2 separate regions of the Mus musculus genome follow, and region 1 is linked to region 2. The links are chromatin contacts, called in public HiChIP or PLAC-seq maps. All regions are on one chromosome and are shown on one strand. The core of a region is the stretch at or near the end of the contact, and the rest is flanking DNA. Distances in the headings are between cores, read along the strand shown. Region 1 overlaps 5031425E22Rik (RIKEN cDNA 5031425E22 gene). Region 2 overlaps Srpk2 (serine/arginine-rich protein specific kinase 2).

Region 1 (7,265 bases), core at 3,414-5,913, 180 kb after region 2:
TTAGCAAGTGTAATTTTATAAGTACTCAGAAGCAGCAAATATGATCTGTTCCACCATGTGGTTTCAGGCCTAGTAGATGTCACAGAGTGACACTGCCATATATGAAAGTATTGCTGTTATGTTTGGAGATTATACTACTAGATGTAGCCAGCTAGTTTTACTGACATGACAGTACATAGTCACACACTTTTATTCCAGTCCTTTATCCTGAAATGCCTGCCTTTTTCCTCACCCCCCCCACCCCGATTTTAGCAAATTACCTCAACCTAAGCATCAAGTCAGTATTATCCAAAGTAAAATTTGAATTTTAAGCTGCATCTCTAAGCACTTGCAATACAGATTTCCCTATGAAAAGACCCCAATTACAATAGCCCAGTGCATGATACAAACTGATAAAGAGGAGCAGCTTTGAACAGTCACTGGCTTTAGAGAGCTGTGTATTGACAGTGCTGGGATGAGCAGCTACACACAGCCACATCACAGCTGAGATTTAATAGTCCCCTTCCTGAGAACGGAAAAACTGCACACTTTAAACTCACTGTACGGAGACTTGTACACTTCTGAAGATTCTATCGAGAGGGGATTCGCTGCAACAAATGATTTAACAGATTTAGAGAAAGTGCCTATCTAGTCAGCTCAATATTAGCAGATGTGCTCCATAAGTGGTCAGTTACTGGGGCTTTTAGATTATATAGGGCTTTGGTCATAGCTTGATGGTAGAGCACTTGTTTAGTATGCTTCAGGTCATGGGTTTGTCTTGTTTAGAGGACAAGTTCTCAGTGGCTGGCCTGGAACTTGCTTTATAGACTAGACTGGCCTCAAACATAGGAGATCACCTGCCTTGAGTTGAAATGTAGTCTTCGTCAGTTCCAGCACGTTTGATTCTTAGTACTGAGGGAAGGGGAGGGGTTAGGGGCTGAGTGAGGCGTAGCTCTGGGAAAGCACTGGGCTCAATCCCCAGCAAAAGTTAGGGTAGAAGTCTGTGAACCCAGCCACAATTGAAAAATAGTCCTAATAGAAAATCTAGGCATAGTGGGAAATCACTGCAGCCCCGGCTCTCAGGAAGTATGAGGAGTTGGAGACTTAGCTTTTACATAGGTTGAGAAGGTTTTTTATAAGATTGACTCCATGGTCCACATGACCTTAATGTGGGTTGCTTTTCGAGGACGAGGGTGGGCAAGAGTTTAAACGAGGTCTCAGGTGACTCAGACTGACTGACCACCAACTCAACACTGCCTCTAGAGTTACAGGCTTGGCACAATACACTGCAGGAATTCGGAACCAGAAATCCATCCTAATTAATGCTTCTGAAAGGCGGATCCCTTCTCGGAATGCTGTTAATGTGCGTAGAGTAGCATAGTGCACAGATCCTGTTAAATTCTCCATGGACACTCCTGCTTAGAAATCCTGTGCAAGGTGTTCAGATTCTAAGAGAAGGCTGACAAATAATGAAGCTTAGACATAATGGTGCCCTAATGGGACTAAATAATTTTATTTTTTAAAGGCGAGGCGTGGTTCGTGTAATTCAGGCTGGCCTCGAAATCACTTGGTAGTCAAAAGATCAACGCCTTTTTTTTTTTCCTGTTTCTAGCTCAGGTTACAGGCATACATCACCATGCCTGTAACGCGCAGCTAGCTATTCTAGCGTTTAATGTTCTTGTAGCTTTCAACTGGAGTGATCCTTTCCCTAACTGACATTAGAAATTAGTCCAGTAAAAGTGGCCTGAGTGAAAAGCTGTAGGAAAGGATTTTTCTTTAGTGAGAAGTACTGAGGATCCATTCTCTTAAGCCCGGTTTGATTGACGAGTGGTTCAGTAGCTTAGTTTTGACCTTTTGTAGTAATCGGGCTTTTACCGTATAATACCTATAGCCGGCGTGTCCTAACCATGGATAAAACCAAGCTACCCCGTTGTGGCTGCCAAATTTTACACCAGAGGAAAAACACCTCTTGGCGAAGCATAGCGTGGGCTTGTGCTCTAGACCTCAAGCCTTGAGTCCCACAGTGACAGAGCGAGTGCTTGTACCACAGAGCAGGGCGTTTCCCCGGCGCTGTCTGCGTCACGGCGGCTGCCCTTCCGCTCGGGAGAGCAGCTGCGGGAGCTGCGCCTGCAGGCTGGCCGGGTGCGCGGCGCTCGAGCCGGGCGGCGTTTTCCTGGGACCTTCACGGAGCAGAGCGACGAGGCTACATACAGCGGCCGAGCTTATCCCTTCTTTAATCCTCGCTGTAAAGCACCGTAGTGCAGCTTCCTGCTTAACTCGGTCGTCTGAGCTTCCAGCTCACATTTTGAGCCCAGTGCAGCCGCCATCTTCCGGAAATGCTGATGGTGGTTAGTCTGCGCCCAGTGGAAATAACAATTTTTTTGCTTTTGTTTTTGAAGCGGTCTTGCATTTGGCCCGATCTTTTTGAGGACTTGGGTTACAGAATTACATCATGCCTGGTTAGTTTCATGATGCTCAGTTTGGGGAAGTAGAGCAGTGTCCTTGTTGAAATATAATCTCTTTAGTCCAGCCTTTTCTCACTTAAATTAGATTGATGGATTAAATGAGATAATGTATACCAGATATGCAGTAGTAACTAACAGAGAAAGAAGGGAATGGTGGGTGGGGGAGTTGCGGGGGCGGGGGGATGATTAACTTTGCTGGGTATCACCACCTAAAACATGAAGGTATGGAGAAGCATGCTGTAGCACATGAGTGTGTATTTTGACAGCTCTTCAGTATAACTGATCCCTCCAAAGCAGACTTTACTGGCTTCTGGTTTCTAAGGGATGCTTCTTTTTTGTGTGGCTTCCTTTTTTGCAGGTCCATACTGAATAAATATGCTGTAGGGTGATGGACAAGGCCAAGTTGGGTAGTCCTACCATGATTTTAGTTTACAGGGAAAAATCAGGCTGAGTTTAAGTACATTGTAGGTTTCTAGGTGTTAGAAGTTTTCACACATGTGCCCGTTTATTTTTAGGGCGCGGCTTCACTGTTTGGCTAGGTGGTTTAGAACTGGGTATAGATTAGGGGACAAAAGCAGGAGTGAAGTCGCTTGGGGTTTGTTGTTGTTTTGCTGTTTTAGGTGCACTAACGATGTAATAATGTGTTTGGGATAACTTAGGAGGCAGCGATGAAGATTTAAACAGTAAAAGATTATTACACAAAAAATAACCCCAAACTTGTGCTTTACCGCGGACCCACCAGGTTGGAATATACAGGGAACAGTTGGACCATCCCTGTTTCAGGCTGGGGGTTTGATTTCTTTACACTTGCTGTCTACAAATCTCTGCAGGACACCAAACCCACGACTGAATGACACAGCCAGCATCCACAATTCACACAGAGAGGTAAAAATGTCAGATCCCCACACCAGTTGAACCAGAAGTTCTTTGTACATTAGAACATTTAATGGGAAACTGCATATGAACTGTAAAGTGTAAATACAGTCTGATTGGGATTAGAAGAGCCCTCTTGTTTAAAGCCTTGTTGATGGGGAGGAAGCCACACAGTAGAGTATACTTGCAAATAATAGAAAGGTCAATCTAGTACAGACTTAAGATGTACTATTTATGTAAGCTATGTTAACAGTAAAAATACAAACCAAAATGAAACAGGCGAGGAGAGTTGTGGCTCAGTACTACTCGCCTGGCAACGCTGCACGGACAATCATTTAAAAATGCTGATGTGGAAAGATGGCTATCGTAGGCCTTGAAGTGATATTTACAAGATAATCCTAATTTTGCTTTAAAAAAAAAAAACCTCAGTATGTATTTGTGTGCACTTACTAAGGTGTTAGTGCCCTGCAGCTGTCAGGGTGCTGGATCACCTTGCCTGTCTATTTGTGACCTTAAATGTTCAGTGAAAATGTGTGACAGTGGAGAATAATAAAATATATTTTGTAAATCTGGTTGCTTGCATAAAATGAGTATTCTGTTGAGGAAAGAAAAGGTGGCACGTCAATAAATCAAAAAATAAAAATATTCAGAAATCAGGCATTCTGGGTAGAAGATATTTTCTCTAGATTTCAATTAAATATGAATGTTTGTTTCTGTTTTTAAAAATATGTACGAATTTTACTTGTCTAAAATAAAATTTAAAAGAAATGGTGTCTCTATTTAGTTCCTAGGATTTGACCTTAGGGCTCAGTAGTAAAGTATGTGCGTTCCCCAGCACCACCCCCTGAATACCGAGACCCGTGGTGTGAGCTGAAACTGCGCACATTCATTCCCCCAAGCCACACCCTGAATACTGAGACCGAGGTGTGAGCTGAAACTGTGTGCATTCATTCCCAGTGCCACACCCTGAATACAGAGACTGTGGTGTGAACTTAACTGGATAATCTAGTTGTTCCCACCTAAGTTACTTGCACTTTCTCTGTCACTATGCAGCAAAGAAAACGCCTAAGTGAAAGGCACCTTGTACAGCAGTCAGTATCAAGTAGAAACAGATTATTAATTGCTCGACATACAGCTTCAAGCTTTGGGGGGCTTGAGGTCTTTTGTTGTTCTTCTCTTCCTTAGTTGGAGGGACAAGGGTACACAACACCTTATCATAAAATGCATCATGCTTCTTCTGAGGAGAGCCTTTTTGGCTTGAAGCCATAGCTGATTATATATCTTGTACCAGTGTGAGACTTGACATTTGCAAAGCCCTGGTCGCAGTTTGTGTATTTAGCGCCCTCTAGTGGGTTACTTTATAAAAGCATAGTTTATCTTTAGCTAAAAGAGATTAAATTGTTTACCACCGCAGTGTAATTCGTTTTGCTTTCCATTGCATCCAAAGAGACCCTTTCCTGCTACAATAGTTTGCACTTGGCCAAGAGATGACCTAGGCTGTGGCCTTTGCGCTGTAGCTCCTCAGTATTTCTAGGTTTCAGGTTCCTAGTGTAAAGTGATGATAGATAGAAGTGCCAGCTTGGGATCATCTAAAGCTAAAGGAGCTGTAATGTGGGCACCTGACACAGTAGGAGCCTAGTAATGTAGGAGGAGCCTAGTAATGTAGGAGGAGCCTAGTTCTATATATTGCAAATCTAAGGTCTTGAGTGTAATAAGATACTTGAGGCCTGATATAGCCAATATTAATAAAGGTAAAGAAGCAGGTGTTCTAATTCTGCTAGTTGAGAGAATGAGAGCAATGTTCAATGGGAAAGAATAATTCCTAGATATAACTCTAATTTCTCTAGGACCATCGTTATTAAGTTGGAAAGGGGCAGAGGACAAGTTTGGAATCTGCTCTCCAACCTACTGTGAATTCTGGGGATCAAACTCGGGTCACCAGGCTTGCAGACAGAGTGCCTTTAGCTGCAGAGCCATGCCACAAGCTGCTGCTTAATGAGATAGTCATACCATTTCTGCAGCCTGGGAGCATGTTGGTTTTCTTTGCATCTGTCACAGCACTTAGATAAACTGCATGTGCTCAGCATCTAAATTTGACCTTTCCATGTTAGAGTTGACTGTATGGTAGACTTTAGAAAACAAGACAAAGAGTGGTAGATAGTACTTAAATCGAGCCAGGTACATGAAATAGCCCCAAAGATTTCTTGTTTGTAGCCTTATCTTGCATTGGTAGTCAAGGACTTTGGTACTTAGACTTTACCTCCTCAGCCCCACTCCCCAGGAACCCATGTACTTCAGGAAAGCACTGGGTGATTATGACCTGTGAATGACCAGAGTCTTTGACCAAGTGTCCCTAGGCCCATTATTCCTGTGTGCCATGTGTTAGACATGTGACTGTTGTCTCAAATTCCCTTCTGTTTCCTTAGTGATAGGCCAAATTTGTTTTCTTGTGAACTGGTTAACCTTTAATTGAGCCCTAGTTAATGTCAGGACATTGTACTAAGCATTTTTATATTCATGACTTAACCTTCACAGCTCTGATCAGTAAGATGCAAAGTACGATCCCATTTTCCACACAAAACTCCTAGTGGCTCTCTTAAGTGGCAGTCAGACTTCTGACCTAAAGCTGCCTCTATTTAAAGCCAATGGAAACAGCTGTCAGAAACACTGCAATGAGAACTTTGAGTGCCGTTTGTGGGAGTCTGACAAAGAAGAATCTGGGCTTCCTTGAGGCACTACGCCCAGCGATTTTTTTTTTTTTCTTTTTAAGTTTCTTGCTTTCCAAGAAAGCCCACTTATCTGACCCTGCTGTAATGGTAATTATGGCTCATAGTTTTGCCATACCTCACCGTTTTGGAAGGCTGGCACAGGCGTTCTGACATTATCTCTTCTTGGGGACCTTTTGTTTGTGTCATCCATTGATCCTCTAAGCTGGAGAAGCAAGAAGAAGGCAGCTGCTGTTAGTTATTCCCCAGGGGATACGCAGCAAATCCCAAGCCTTCCAGCTGGGAAAACTTCAATCTGGCAGTGAAAGCATACAAAAGAAATCTAGACAAAGCGGGAGGGAATGGGGTTCACACGCCAGCCAGCCGTCCTGGTTACAGCGCTTTGGGCTATGAGCTGTCCTGGGCCAAGCTGGGCCACAGCACTGAAAGTTCTGTCTTGGTGGACACAAATTCTGCAGTCCTTCCAACAGCAGGACACACACACACACACACACACACACACACACACACACACTTTCCATACCCATGTTCCCTTTCAGTTTAGGCCAAGCAGGAGATTTCTATTAATTGCCTTTTTTCTCTGATGTTCTGATGTTCAACCCTTAACTCCTAACACTGTTCTTAATAGTTTCCTCCTGCTTTATACCTTGGCCTCTTTGAAGGATCCCAGTCAATGTTAGAGTCTCTGTGGGTGGATGGTTAGTTAGCAATCAAAGCCGCAGACACTGGCGTGGGAGTGGAATGACTCTGGGTGGAGGGACCACAGTTTGAAAACAAATGAGCCTCTTTCATAATCCCAGTAAGCCTTCTGTGGACTCTTAAGGTCTGCTGTTTTGGCGCGGGGCACTAGGGTTTCTGGGACTTTGAGAAAGAGTAAACAGGAGCTAGTTTACCATCTCCAGTAGCCTCAGCAAAACATCAGTGTCCAAAGAAGGCCTGGGTTGTTGGTTGGTTTGTTTGTTTGTTTTTAAGTTCGTCTCTTCTTCAGCAGACTAGGTTTGGTATTTTCAAAGCAGCATAAAGCTCAGAGTCAGAGCACTGATATTATCTCCTCAATCTAGAAGTTTCACGGAGTGATGGATGGGCTCAACTTTGAGATGACTGAATGTCTTTTTAAAAAGTGAATTCTTTAGAATATTCAGCTATTCGTGTTAGTGGAGGAGATCCAGAGACCATCCCACGGGACCTTTAATTCACTGTTCATTTGCACTTGGGGTTATGA
Region 2 (6,809 bases), core at 1,894-4,393:
GGTTGTCTTACCTTTGTTCCTTGGTACCCAGCATATCTCCGACCAGTTTATTTGAATAAAGATTTTTTAATTTCTCTGATAAATTTGTCTAATTCATAAGAAAGTATTCACAAAGAAAACAGTGTTAATACTTTATTCTTTATTCAGAAGTATTGGTTAATATTTTACTGTTTTCTGAATTACTTTATGAATTGTTTCTTTCCCTTGTTTCTCGGCCTCCCAGTGCTTGGCATTTTGCCTGGGTAGGAAAGGGTGCTCGGGAAATTTTCCTGGCTAGTTGTTGGATGTGCAAGTGACCCTGCCAGAACTTTTGTTCTAGTGTCTTCCTTCTGATTTTTCCCATTTTAGATCTGCTTAATATTGAGTTGCCTGTGATCCCAAAGTGAGCCAGGCATGGTGAACTTGGTTGCTGGTCTGCATGGTGGTCTTTCCTTTTCATGTATAAACGTGTCAGTAGCTAGGACACTGGACTGGGCTCTCTGCATCATCTGGTAACAGTCTGTTTATACCAGTTCATTCACTGAATCACAGATTTTTGCTAATTTAGAGATAAAAGAGCCTTTATAGCTGGTTTAAACTTTTTATTTTTTCAAATGTATTTTATCAGTCTTGTTCATAGCTTCATTATTTAAAGCTCTTGGTACGTTACTTTAGGGTTTAGAGTGGGCACATTTGAGCCTCTCTCTGTCTTTTCAGTTGTAAATGCCATTAGGTAGACTTAGGAACTAAAGATTGGACTATAAAGATTCTCATGTTTTTGAGTCATACCTACGTTCCACCAGAGTAAGTATTGTGAAGTAGGCTTCGGTTTGGAATGCTGCTTCCTTGGCCAGCTTCGTTAGCGTTCCTGGCTTCCTGCTTTCCCATTCAGCTGTGGCTTTAGCCAAGCCGGAGGTCACGTTTGAAGGCTGGAGCCTGACTTGCTTCAGAAGCCCTTGGAGCTCCGACAGCGGCTGCTGTGGGTCAGCGCAGGCTTTTCTTGCGTGGGCGAGAGCTAAAAATGGATGGTTCGTTTTAGGTTGTCAAAGCACAAACTGTATGTAGGTTTTTTCCTTTCAGATTGAACTTTGTGTATGTTGGCATGTGTTCCAGCACATGGGTCTTTGTATGAGCAGTAGAATCCAGCAGCTATTTGCTTTACTTACTGTGGGGTTGGTTTATCTTACCATTAACACTGGCTGCTTCTTCATAAAGAACCAGAGACAGAAAGAGGGTATGCCTATGCAGATATTATTTGAGATGTGTCATTTTGTGGGTGGGTGAGGTAGAACTGGTCTGTAAATGCTCTCAGCAGATAGGAACACAAACAGCACAGTGGATGTTTAAGGTGTGTGTGCACAGAGCTTGACCTCCCTGGCTTATGTTATAGGCAGATCATGGCAGGATGTAATACTGGACTCTGTGACCTTGACAAGGCAGGTTTACTCTCCTTCCCTAAATGCTTGAGAGCAGCGGTAAGTGGTCTTGTTTGCTTCTCTGTTGCTGTGACAAAGCAATGTGACCACAAAGTGACTTGGGGGAGGAAGGTATCTGCTTGTAGGTCACAGCCCATGATTTAGGGAAGTCAGGGGAGGACCTCAGGGCAGAAACTCCAAAGGATGCCTCTTTGCTCACCCAGCCTGTGTAGAACTAGTTTTAACAAAACAATTTTTATCTTTTTTTATATTTTTAAATTTAATTTTATTTTAAATTTATTTTTTACACTCTATATTCCGTTCCCTGCCCCCCCTCCATCCACCCATCTGCTTCACATCCCACACCTCCTCCCCACTCCACCCCGTGTCCTTGTCAATCCCCCCACTCCCTACCCCACCTGACCTCTAAACTCCCTGGGGCCTCCAGTCTCTTGAGGGTTAGGTGCATCATCTCTGAATGAACACAGACATGGAAGTCCTCTACTGTGTGTGTGTTGGAGGGCCTCATATCAGCTGGTGTGTGCTGTCTGTTTTAAAAGGCCGTCGTGCTCTGTTTCCCTTCCGGGCCTCTAACTTACAGAGACCCACTTGTCTTTTCCTCTTTTGTGCTGGGATTAAAGGCATACACTACCATGTGTGACTTTTAACGTGTTTTTAATAAAAGTCCAGGACCACCTCTGCCTGAGGAATTGTATCACCTTTAGTGGGTTGGGCCTTATCAATTATTAAGATAAACCCTCACAGGCATGGCCACAAACTGATCTGATCTAGCTGAGTTCTCAGTCTTCTCCTCTCAGATGACTGCAGGCCGTGCCAAGTTGGCAGTTAAGACTAACCAGAACTTAAAGCAAAACCTCGAGGAAGGGAAAATTTAATTATAGCTACTCTTTTTTTTTGTTTGTTTGTTTGTTTTGTTTTTGTTTTTTTTGTTTTTGTTTTCGAGACAGGGTTTCTCTATATAGCCCTGGCTGTCCTGGCACTCACTTTGTAGACCAGGCTGGCCTCGAACTCAGAAATCCACCTGCTTCTGTCTTGCCAGTGCTGGGATTAAAGGCGTGCGCCACCACGCCCGGCTTACTATTTTTTTAAAAATTAGATTCATTAATTTCATTTTGTTAGTGTTTTGTATGTTCACCACAGTTCTGCTTGATGCCCATGAAGGTCAGAAGAGGGCACTGGGCCCCTGGAACTGGAGTTACAGAGGGTTATGAACCACACTGATTGCTGGGAATCGAACCGGGATCCTTTGCAGAACTAGCAAGTGCTCTCTGTGTGATCTCCAGCTCCAAGTTTTTATCCCAATAAAAAATCAGGTTTGATCTGGTCTTCCTGTACACACAGAATCTTTTTTTTTTGTTTGTTTGTTTTGAAAAGGTAACCATTAGCACTGAAAAGAGTATGATAAATTGTGGAGACCAAATGGGCTTTGAGTCATGACCTTCAGAGGCCACTCCTGCAAGTTCCATGACCTCTACAAGTCTTAGTCTCTTCATATGAAAATAGAGATGCTGACGTCTGTCTCCCTTAGGAGTAGGTACATCTAAGGAGATGATGCGTATAAAGTGGGTGCTGAAGACAGTGGTGGGTGGTACAGGCAACTAATCGTGGTCATTATCAGATGTTGTGGAGCCAAACCACATTTCAGCCGAGCTTGGCTACTGTATTGCATCGTTTACCTTGGGCAATTAGGTAACCACTGAGTTGGAGTTTAGCAGATGAGTTAATGCACAGTAGCTGAGTCACTGTGGTACTTAAGTAAAATGGTGTATATACAGTATCTAGGGTAAGAAGCTATTGAATAAGTAGACTGGGAGCTGGTGAAGACTTCAGAGAGGAACATCTTAAATTTAGCTCAGTCTTGTTATATATCTCAATATGTCACTGGCTAATTTTGGTATCAGCATTAGAATTCTTTAGAAGTAAAAGTTAAAAAAAAGTTTACATCTCTTATTTTTTTTTTTTTTTACTGTGCAATCCTTTTGTAAAAAGTTAACTCACTTTTGATTCTAGTACCATTTCTGTTCTCTAACTTAACATTTGTTTGTTTTATCTACTTATTTTGTTTTTTGCCTTTATGTCTTTTTTCCTGATTTGGCACAAATTAGTTTTGAACACGATCAGCAAGCAAACAAAACAGATGAGGACAGTATACTTATATCACACCTGAAGTGGCAGCTTAAGCTCAGTAGATAGTTGGTAAATGATTGCTTTTTAAAATAGTGGGTGTAAGTCAATATCTTTGTGTATGTATGAAAGTTAAAGGGCCGCAAGAATTGAAGTTTATTTAAAATGCAACACATGGAAGCTGAGGAGGAAAGAGACAATATGTAGTCCTGGCTAGCTTGACAATCACTATGTAGACTAAGTTGGCCTTGAACTTGCAGAGATCTACCTGCTTCTGTCTCTCATGTACCCAGGTGAGCTGTATCTGGCTGGCTGGAGAGAAGTTTATTTTACTTTTCACCTTATTTGTATTTTGTGTAAATGGATTTTTTGCCTCTATTTATGTGTGTTCCATATGCATGTAGTGCCTATGCATGTAGTGCCCACAGAGGCCAGAAGAGAGCGAGCATCGGGGACTAGAGTTAATATTGACTGAATGTTTGTGATCCTCAAAAATTCACGTTGTAATCTGATCCCTGAATGTGTGTATCGGTCACAGCAAAAACTCTATGACCTTCTTTAAGTCCCCCTATCCCCAGCCAGGAGTTGAAGTGAGATTTAAGATGTAGCATTTCTTTCAGATACAAAAATCAGGCCTCAGGAGAATGATCAGCTTAGGTTGTTATGCCTGAGCGTTTTAGTGAGTACGGTTTGATGAACAAGAATATTTGCACATTCTCCTCCCAGGAGGTAGAGAGTTTAGTTGAGCCAAGGAAGATGCAAGTGTGCTTTTCTGACTGTGCTGAGTAGAGCGCCTATTTTAATGCATCTTTTATTAGCAGACTTTGCAGTTCAGAGTGGGAGCATGCAGGGTGTTATGACAAATAATATATATTAGACTTTTAATTTTACTTTTTAAAACTAAAGAAATCGTTTGGCAACATAAAGAATTCCATTTCAGAAGTTACAGCTTTCCAAGTCGTATTGGATCAGAAGTGCTGCTGCTGCAGTCCTGATGCCAACAGTGCTTCAGAGACACTTAGCCTTCTGATTGTCTCTGGGGGAGCTGAGCATACCTGCTGTCTGACCACTCTCCAGGTCCCGTGTCCGTGCTGCTACAAACCTCATTTCATGCTATCACCTCCTATAGTTGCAAAGTACTCATCCACCCAGTGTCTCTCTTTGAAGACAGTATGTCATATTCTGAGTCTTGAGGTACCAAAATGCAACAGTGTTCATAAACTACTACCCTGATTGTATATGGATGTTGTAGGGATGGGATTAAAGGCATGATTTCTTAATTAAGTCTTGCTTAATCTTACTTCTTAAATTTGATATATCATATTCAGTGTCTGTAAATATCTATATCTTTAGTTATTTATCTTCTGTTGATATGCATTGGCTTCTTTTTTTTTTTTTTTGGTTTTTCGAGACAGGGTTTCTCTGGCTGTCCTGGAACTCACTTTGTAGACCAGGCTGGCCTCGAACTCAGAAATCCGCCTGCCTCTGCCTCCCGAGTGCTGGGATTAAAGGCGTGCGCCACCACGCCCAGCATGCATTGGCTTCTTTTTCCTTTCATTACTTCTGTCATTTACCCCGTGTGATTGCCCTGTGATCCATTCCCACGTTCGGAAATGCTTTGTCCTCTCATAGCGCCTTTGCCCTGGAAGGAGTAATGGCGGATTTCACTGATCAGCAGTATGTAAATTATGGTTCACACCATTGTCTCTATCGCAGAAAGTAAGTCATTATCAGTTTAGCTATGTGTGATACAGCACAGATTAGAAGATGCACCCTTACCAAAGCTATATATAAAAAGTACATGTGAATACTTGAAATGTGTGCATATTGGTTTTGTTTGTGGTGCTCTAAAACCGTCTCAACCATGTTGGTTTTAGAGTAGTATTTAAAAACCTTTACTTTTGTGATGTATTTTTCCTGCCTAAAATTTCTCAGTAATAAAATCTAATCCTCAAGAAGGACTGATAAAACCCAGCCCGGCCTTTGTGGCAGTGCTTGAGCAATTGACATAAATTTCCCATCTCCAGCCTGAGGGTCTGCCCAGCTCCTGTGGAGCCTGAGATGCCAGGGCAAACTTCTAAGTGCATCTTCCAGCCCTGGAAGAGAGACTGCTAAGCAGACACCGAGGTTGAGGCTGGTTGTTAGATGAACTGTGTTTCCTGATTACCTCTTCCCGCCAATGCCTGTGTAGATGTTAATACTGTCAATGCTACACTGTAACAGAAAGCTCTCGATCTCTCATCTTAGGGGGCACTGTATCAATGATACAATAATCGGTGTTCAGTTAGCTTGATGTGGGTTTACTGGGTGTTCTAGTGACAGGTCCAATCATAAGAAATGAACTTTGCTTTTTTTTCTTCAGTGTGAGATAAAACCATCTAAAATCATATGGCCTGACTTAACATTTACTTATCATAAACATTGACAACTTCATTTTTAGTCTTAAAAACCAGGAAGACTTGAGGGTGAGAAGTTGTTATATATTTGTCATTTCCAAAATCCTTAGTTGTCCTGTCTGCTGAGAATAGTCTACCGCCTTTTGTCTACCAGGTAAATTTAATGTTTTGGCATTGAGAAACACATTGTGTCATCTACAGAGTTTATGCTTAAGAACCACACAGTCAAGTTATAAAACTAACAAAAATTACAAGCAGTTTTCTAATTTGTTCATGGCTACTTAGGGCTTATGCAGCCATCAGGCCATGGGTTGGACGTGCCTGGCAGGATTCTTGGACACTGTTAACTAGTTCTGTATTTCTGACACCTGTTAAAGCTGCGTCTCCCCCACCCCCATTCCCTTACCTTCAGAAGCATCTTTAGCTGGCTTTGGCTGTTTTACCTTAACTTTTCCATCAATGTGTAAGTTATTCTTTAAAGTAGCCTGCAGCATGGGTAAGTAATTAAGAGCACGAACTTTGTAGACCATCTTGCTTTAAAAGGATAGCTTATCAACTATCTTATTTTGTATCTTGGCCAAGTTACTCTGTCTCTTCCATAGAGGCTAGAGGTCTGTAGCTCCACAGTAGAGCCCATACTTAGCACACTTTGGGCTCTAAGCTTGACTCCTGGCAACACACACATCAAAGTTGTGAAAGAATTGAAATTTTAATTCATCTTTCTTTTGAAATTAGAAGTAAGTGCAAATTTGCTATTGCTGCCTCTGTTGATCTTTCTCAGTTTGAAGAAATTAGTGGTAGTTTATAGAATTATTTTAAGGATTGAGTGAAGTGGCATTTAGTATCAGCAAATACTGTTATTGCATTTTGGCTT

Evidence for each region. HiChIP or PLAC-seq counts read pairs in DNA pulled down with a chosen protein or histone mark.
Region 1: an H3K27ac HiChIP or PLAC-seq map of embryonic stem cells shows a contact between it and region 2, with 5 read pairs. The contact joins two enhancer-like sites. A contact is called at or near these places in 2 of 484 Hi-C or Micro-C datasets (the AML12 cell line and granulocyte-monocyte progenitors) and 3 of 115 datasets of contacts at active chromatin or transcription factors (embryonic stem cells, forebrain and pancreatic cancer cells).

The regions. Positions count from the first base shown.
Region 1 is chr5:23,413,354-23,420,618 of GRCm38.p6, reverse strand. All of the region lies in intron 1 of 5031425E22Rik (RIKEN cDNA 5031425E22 gene), which reads left to right. Among named protein-coding and RNA genes, the nearest start is that of 5031425E22Rik, 16 kb to the left of the region's middle. Within about 2 kb of position 4,663, at least 169 of the 459 cell types and tissues checked have an H3K27ac peak or open chromatin away from gene starts, as enhancers often do. A contact at or near this core is called in embryonic stem cells, where this site is marked.
Region 2 is chr5:23,592,810-23,599,618 of GRCm38.p6, reverse strand. The region is part of intron 2 of Srpk2 (serine/arginine-rich protein specific kinase 2); the gene reads left to right. Among named protein-coding and RNA genes, the nearest start is that of Srpk2, 80 kb to the left of the region's middle. Within about 2 kb of position 3,143, at least 25 of the 459 cell types and tissues checked have an H3K27ac peak or open chromatin away from gene starts, as enhancers often do. A contact at or near this core is called in embryonic stem cells, where this site is marked.